Linked DNA regions of Aedes aegypti: region 2 is linked to region 1. Evidence: chromatin contacts called from public Hi-C data. All regions are on one chromosome and are shown on one strand. Each heading gives the region's core, a stretch centred on a gene start, on an enhancer-like site or on the middle of the called end of the contact. The rest is flanking DNA. Distances are from core to core; before and after follow the strand shown. Region 1 overlaps LOC23687627 (GIGYF family protein CG11148). Region 2 holds the start of LOC23687627 (GIGYF family protein CG11148).

Evidence for each region. Hi-C and Micro-C count contacts between places; a contact is called where the count stands out from the background.
Region 2: a Hi-C map of whole pupa shows a contact between it and region 1, with 2.3 times the contacts expected there. The contact joins the promoter of LOC23687627 here to the enhancer-like site in region 1. A contact is called at or near these places in 2 of 2 Hi-C or Micro-C datasets (whole body and whole pupa).

Annotation. Positions count from the first base shown.
Region 1 is chr1:213,233,121-213,236,769 of AaegL5.0, forward strand. All of the region lies in intron 1 of LOC23687627 (GIGYF family protein CG11148), which reads right to left. Among protein-coding and RNA genes, the nearest start is that of LOC5576289, 12 kb to the left of the region's middle. Within about 2 kb of position 2,106, at least 3 of the 3 cell types and tissues checked have open chromatin away from gene starts, as enhancers often do.
Region 2 is chr1:213,273,994-213,277,752 of AaegL5.0, forward strand. It overlaps LOC23687627 (GIGYF family protein CG11148), which reads right to left and starts at 2,335. Exons shown (of 9, transcript XM_021857487.1): 1 at 2,142-2,335.

The DNA of each region.
Region 1 (3,649 bases), core at 856-3,355:
AAAATTCCACCAATTTTGTGTTGGTCCAGAAGAGCCTGATTTGATGTGAGTTGTACTCATTTCTGTGTATTTTTTTTAAAGCGTGTTTGTTTTGATTCATCATCGTTTTGTAGTTGCACGATGATTTTCATTTAGTCGAAAATAATGTTTACGCGCTTTTCACACAACAGATGGCAGTAGTGTTACTTGAATAGCGTGTCGTCTGCAAAATGTATGGCAAAATAAAGAGTCGATCATCTTTTTCCTTTTAACCATCTTTGAGAATATGCAAATCTACGATAAAACTATCATAAAATTGAATAAAACCAGTTAGAATCTAACTTGTTATTTGAGTACCTTTTGCAGTACCAAGGGACCAAATGCAGTACTAGCAGTGGTTAACAATCTGGTGAGCATCTTGACGGTGACGATTTTCTCTGGTTCCTTACCAGGGTTTTCGAAAAATCACAGGAAATTGCTTCTAGAGCGAAAGATAATCGTTCATCGCTGGATGGTATTTATTTCTAGAAGCGTTGGTTCATATCTGTGGGGCATTTAAACCCATACCACAGTTATGAATCAAAGATAAGACGACTCCATAAGAAACGTCAAAACGTATGCTTTCACTAAGACACAATTTGTTTACCTTGCAAATAAATTGCTGTTATAGTATTCTGATGCATAATATTAGTCAATTAAGGATTCTTTGCGAATTTTGAGGTGTATTCTCGTAAACAACTCTATTCTGCAGTGCCAGAGAGATAATTTGGTACTGTACAGAATCACCATGGTTTTTAATCATATTTTATTCTGAAAATGACCATTAGATGATTTATAACTGTGGGGTGACTGCATTCCCAGAATCCGAACGTAATTTGGTCAGAAATTCCGAAGGAGAATCTGAGTTGAATCGAGTTTCATATGTTCCAGCGATATCCAGTATTGGACAAAACATTTGCAACTTTATCGATTTTCCATACAAAATGACCAACTTTGGCAAGCTAGATCTCAGTTATTCAAGGACCGATTTGAATGAAATTTTCACAAAACATCAGATATAACTTGAATTTTAACATATATTTTTGATTATTTTTTTCCAATCACGAGTTTATAAGTTATAACGGTTTAACTAAAGTGTAAATTTCGACGAAAAATTCAAAACTATTTATTTTAAAATCTGACAGCCCTACACAAAAGCTGTTCTGAGCAAGCTTGTTTATCTCGTTAAAATCTACAACTTTGCTCAAGATACCATGAAGCTATTCCTTCAAAATGTTTAGTTATGTCATTTATAAAAAATCGTCAAAAAAAATCACTTTAGTCAAACCGTTACTGCTTTTGAACCTGTGATTGAAATAATCTCTCAAAAATATATGTTAAAACTCAAGTTATGTCTGATGTTCTGCCAAAATTTCATTTAAATCGGTCTATAAATAACTGAGATACAGCTTACCAAAGTTGCTCATTTTGTATGGAAAATCAAAAAAGTTGCAAATGTTTTTGCAATACTGTATTAATGAAAGAACTGTTAAAAAGTTCTTTCCTAATTCATTGAGATATTTATCCAAGAAATGAGCGGGATATTTCTCCATTATTTGCAAAAAAGTTTCCTTCAGAATTCCTTGAGACGGTTTTAGAATCAAAAAGTTGTAAGCAGTCATTTCCCTCAAGGTTTTAAAAATGAGTTATGTCTGGCGTGTCAATGCAGTAAAAGAGTATAATTAAAGGTTTGATAGAATAAAATTCTATGTAATTTTCGTTATTTTTACCCAATTTGGGAAAACCCGCAATACTAGCAACAATGTGCAGTAAATTGCTTTTCGATAAAGGTGGCACTCTCTCAAAAATAACCATTACGCATTAGCAATAAAATGCTAGGAGAAACAAACTCAATTCAGGAGCAAAAGAAAATCGAGGAGAGTAGAAGAGAGCACCGTGCCTGAAGAGCATAACGACCACATGGCATGGGGTAGTAGTCATCACCATCGGTCGGGTGTACGACACCAGAGAAGTTTTTGCGCAATCGTTATGACTGTATGTAGGTATTCCCTAACTTTATTACACAAGACTCATCATCGGAGACACTGTTTGTCGGTATAGAGACTATAAAACGTAAGGAAAAACGTGGACGTGGAACAGTCAGCCGAGCAGTTGTCGTGTGATGTCGATGCGCGATAATGAATCACCGTGTGGTGGTTTTAGACTGTCGGCGTACATTTAGCAGGGCCTAAGCTCCAAACGTCTAGCGCGGCGACATTGCGTGTATCATGTGCCTTATACTTCGACTCTTCCGCCCGAATCTACGTCATCGTCTTTGAATGTGTTCATTCACCATCGCAAGCTGCACTTTTCATTGATTCAGCTTCTCACCTAACGGTGCCTCTATGATTAGTTTATGCGCTATTCACGTCGCAAATATATGTTGGTTGGAAAAAAGGTCGAAACTAACACACAGGATGGTCCAGCGGTGCATACGACCACTTGTCAGTGTCATTATCGTCATCATCACATGTTGGGTCTTCTGTCGTCGGCTATATAGCAGAGGCACCAAATGTGATGAAAATCTTGTCACGTTTGTATTGGTGAATGGGCAGCCTTTGTTTACATCTGGCAAGCACCACTACCAGAAAACAAATGTGAATCCTAAAGCTTTCTTTGATGTGAAGGCGAAAAAGCTAATTTCTTATTGCATTCTTATATTCAGTAGGTTATACTAATTGATTGCACAAATGAATGTAGGAAAAACAAATAGGTGGTTTATCTGATAGGTTCTAGTCTAATTTACTTATTGAAATACAGCCTGAATCATAATCCAGAGTTTTTTGAGTAATGAGCAACTTTACATTTATCTACTAAGATCTTTCTTTGCTTCCTTCACTTATTTTTAAGGACATTATAAAAGGAAGCCACATAAAAAATGCATGAGTGTTGGTAAAGTAAACTTTTTCCCATATAGTGATTGTATTTGTTAGAACAAGAATCATGTTACAGATACCACCATAAGAACAAACTGTCAAAGTTTGTTTTGATTAGCTAGCTAAATGGCAGTGTTGCGGTAAGCTCATACTGAATGTTCTCAATTATTTGAAAGTTATTCAAACTTGATTTTTATCCGGATTTATTCCTATATATTGAAATGGAAAAAAATCATTCTTCACATTGTTTTAATTTTTGAAGCACAAAGTCTCGGAAATACGGAAAAAATGTGTGATTTGTATAAATTATTTAGAAACAATTCCGGCCCCACTGCTGAAAAAGTCACTAATACTACCACACAACATGACTGCTTATAGTCACCGTCGCGAGTGTTTACTCTCCGTAAAGTGAAATTGGAATTGGAAAAATAAAGCCAGTTCAACGCGATTTGCAAGGTTTTTTCGGTATTTTAATCAAAGTTATAGAAAATTTAGATGTGCGCGGTTGAAGTGATTACATTTGTATTGATTTTTACGTTAAAATTATGCGTAAAAATGCAGTGAGAACTTTGCTGCTAAATTGATGCCGACAAGAATGGAGAAAGAAGCTGAAAGAAACGGAAAATGTACATGGTTTGAAAAATGCACGAGCTACGTCTCCTGACTACAATTGTGCAATAAATTTAGTTTCAGTGAGTAGAATATAGCCATGTGTGCCAGCTATAGCAGTTTCGCATCACAATCTAAAGGTAAGA
Region 2 (3,759 bases), core at 1,085-3,584, 41 kb after region 1:
CCACACCTCAAATTTTCAAGAGCACTAGACTTGAGAACCAAACAGCGCTCCGCGTTAAAAATCTATCCTATTGGTCACTACCAGCAGGGAAGTAAGTTGATTGGTTTTCAACGCAAACTGTTGTCAGATACTCTCATCTTGTGCACTTGAAAATTCAAAGTTTGGCTTCGTTTTATAATCACCTTAAGTTGAGGCTAGAAACAAATGTTTGCTCAATTTTTAGATGCATTTCGTTGGTTTACGACAATGTCCGCTGTCAGCTAGGAACAACCCGTGTTAAAAAAGGTGAGCCTCTGTGGCGTTTTTGTCGAATAAGTGAACGTCAAACAAGATTAAAACTGTCAAGGTTCAAATTTGGATCTCTTTTGAATATGATATAACCGTTATTTGAGCGGGAAAATTTACCGAAGTAGTAACAAGAGCACGCTCTATCGTGTTATTTCATAAAAACCTAATATAAATGAATATTTGACTTATTCTAGATTCTAGATACCTTCTGAAGCAACTTAATGATGAATCCCCGGTGAATTTTTTTTTTCTATCTTTATAACGAGATTTTTAGTCCTGGGCTAGTTCCAGTGAATCAAATTATCATCAAAATAGACGAAAAACAAACAACAAAGCAAGCTCGCTCACAACCGTTTGTCACAACTGTTGCGGATAAAGACACAATCAAAAGCAAAATTGTCATGACAATTACAGAACGCAACATTGTTTCAAACTTTTCAACTCGCGATTAATCAGTTATTTTAAACACAAAACCAAATTTGTTTCATGGATGCTGTTTGATAATGTGTCAATGTTTACCAAGACGGAGAAAATTCTCGAAAATTGCAATGCGAAGCCCAGAAAATCGCTGCGCACGTGGTGATCGATCTTTGTCATATTCTGTTCAAGTGATGATAAACTCATGTTGCGGAATAAAATTGTTGCAACAATAATAGGAGGTGACAATGTCTTTGTTGCTGCGTGTTGGGTGACAATTGATTCACTGGCTAGTTCATCTCGGGACCAACGGCTTTACTTCCCGAAGGAAGTCGTCACTATAACCTTTGTGTCATAAGTGACTATCTCGGGGATAGGATTCGATCCCAGATCCTCAGCGTGTGTTCTAACCACTACACCAGGCCCGTCCTCTGGTGGAATTAAATGCGAGTTTTCTGGAAAAGTTCTTAATAGATTTCCGAAAACAATCAATGAAAGAAATTTGAAGTAGTTCCTTAGATATGCCGTTGACGAACTCAACGAATTTCTTCAATAACTCTGGAAGAAACCTTTTTTCTTGGAAGTTTGAAGTCTTTGAATAATCTGTTAGATTAACTACTGGGAAAATAGGCGGAAGACTGGAATTGGTGATAGTATTTTAGAAAATTTAAATAGGGAAAGTGTACCAGTTATGGCCATAGTGGTTCCCTATTTGACCATATGTGATATTTCGATGACTTTCACATTTTTAATCTTTTTGAATGTTTCAACATCAAGATATATCCTATATCTTACTAGTAAAACACACAAAACTTTTCAAAATGTGTAGACATTCAGATTATTACGTATGGCGAAATAGGGAACCACTATGGCCATAACTGGTACACCTACCCTAGTAATCCCTATAAAAAAACTCCCTTTTAGGTTTGTAATCAGAATTCGCCTACAAGTATCTAAAAAACAAACAATACCAGCCCTGTAAATAGATTGGCGGAAAATTTAACCACGTACAATTTCAGGGCATTTTTTGAAACGACAGGATTAGTCATAAAACTTCAAATTCTATCAAAATTGAGAAAAACCCTTGAAAGTTTACTAAAAACAAAAAAAAATGTCCACATAACGCACTCTTCTGTCCCACTGTGCGTTGTCTTCCACCACATTGCACGCACACTTTGACAGCACGAGACTTTGTGTGATGTAGTTCGGATGGACGGAACAACGGCGACGATGTGCGATGCGAGGAAGAAAGAACAAGGAGGAGGCAATGATGGCAGGAAGGCAGCAGCCAAAGTAGCCGTCGTCGTCGTCGTAGAAAATTTTTCTCCTCGCAGAAGCAGCAGCAACTCGTTGTGCTTTTCGGTATGTCGTCCCCACAGAGCAGCACCGTCCATTTTTCGCGTGCAATTTGTGCAACTTTTGCGACCGCCGCTTACCTGAATTCCACGCGTAAACGATGCACCGCTCGCTGGAGAACACTTTCCGCACGAAATTGCACCCGTTCAAACTGTCGCACTACCGAAAAGATCGCAATAATTTTCTTCGTCGGATTAAACCCCGAGGAGAGCCAAAATACCGCCGCCTGCGTGTTTGAGAGACAACAAAAACACCATGAATGGAAAATTTAGTACTAACGTTGGTCGACGACGACGAAGACGGACAGCCAGGCGAGAAGTTGCGAGAGAGAGTGTCGAAACACTTTGAGCCACGCTGAAGACTTTCGCTACAAACTTAGGGGTCTACATTTCAACTAACATTGTAACACATAAACATAATCGCAAACAACTTTTATTTGGACGTGAATGGCATTTTCAAGTTTTAAAACGACATTTTCAAATTTTGAACCAATCTGACTCACTATAAACGTGCAATCCTTCTAACAAATTATTCACATTCAACAACTCACACAGAATGGATTCAATTTTGTTGGACTGATTTTTAGCGTTCCAGTGTTCGCTCGCTCAGCGATTGAGGGGTAGGGCTCTAGTTGTTCTAAAAGAGCGATGGCGTCGCGCTTGTGACAGAGCTGTCAACCGTTTCGCACGGCGAGGCGGGCAAAACTTTTGACGAAGCGGGCACAATAAAGTCAAGGTCATAAAACTTAGGTAGGAATGAAAAAATATATCTGCACGGAAAAGATCGGGGCAAGGTATCTAGAAGGGAGGTAGTTCAATCCGTCAATCAGAGTATGGGGTCCTAAAGCCCTGTCCCAATTTTAGTGCCAAACGCTTAAGTTTAGGCCAAAAACACATGTTTACTCAATTTTCTAATGTTTTCCGTTGGTTTAAGCCCAAAAAATATTTTTTTTAGATTTTGTCACATCCTTTGTCTTAAACTCAAATTTTGGGTGTATTTTGTTTTCCGTGTCCCTTACGAAATGTCAGATAGGAACAACCCCAGTGGTCGATCTAAAACCCCTGTGGTGTTTTTGTCGACTAAGCGAACGTCAAACATGATCAAAAGTGTCAAGGTTCATTTGTGGACCAAATTTTTAAATTAAAGTTTAAACATGATATAGCCATTATTTGAGCGGGAAAAATTGCTAAAGTAGTTACAGTAACATGCTTTTTCGTGTTATTAAATAAAAACAAGATTTCATTAAAAATTTTTGGACCCAATTCCGCCATGTTGGAAAATAGTTGACAACTGGCAAGTTTGTTTTGCACGATCAAGTCAGCAAGCCATGTAATCCAGGAAACATCTCCCCCAGTGGTGGAAAAGTTCGCATCACGAAGCAGCTCACGAGTGTATACCGGGTACCCCCGTTGGTTTGATCACATTTAATCTGAACGCTTTTTAATTTGTACCCCGCTAATTCGCACATCGTTCAGATTAAAAATGGTTCAAACGTCATTCAGCTCATGGAACGGAATAAAGTGAAATGAAACGCTGTGGAACGGAACGCAGAATTAAAACATAACAGTGAAAGAGGTAACCAGAAAGACGATTTTAGGGTGACTAGATGTTCGAATTAAAAATGAACCCCGACGTTCAAATTAGCGGGGTGCAGGGTACTAACCCATAACAAACATCACAGACTCGCGAACTGGCTAG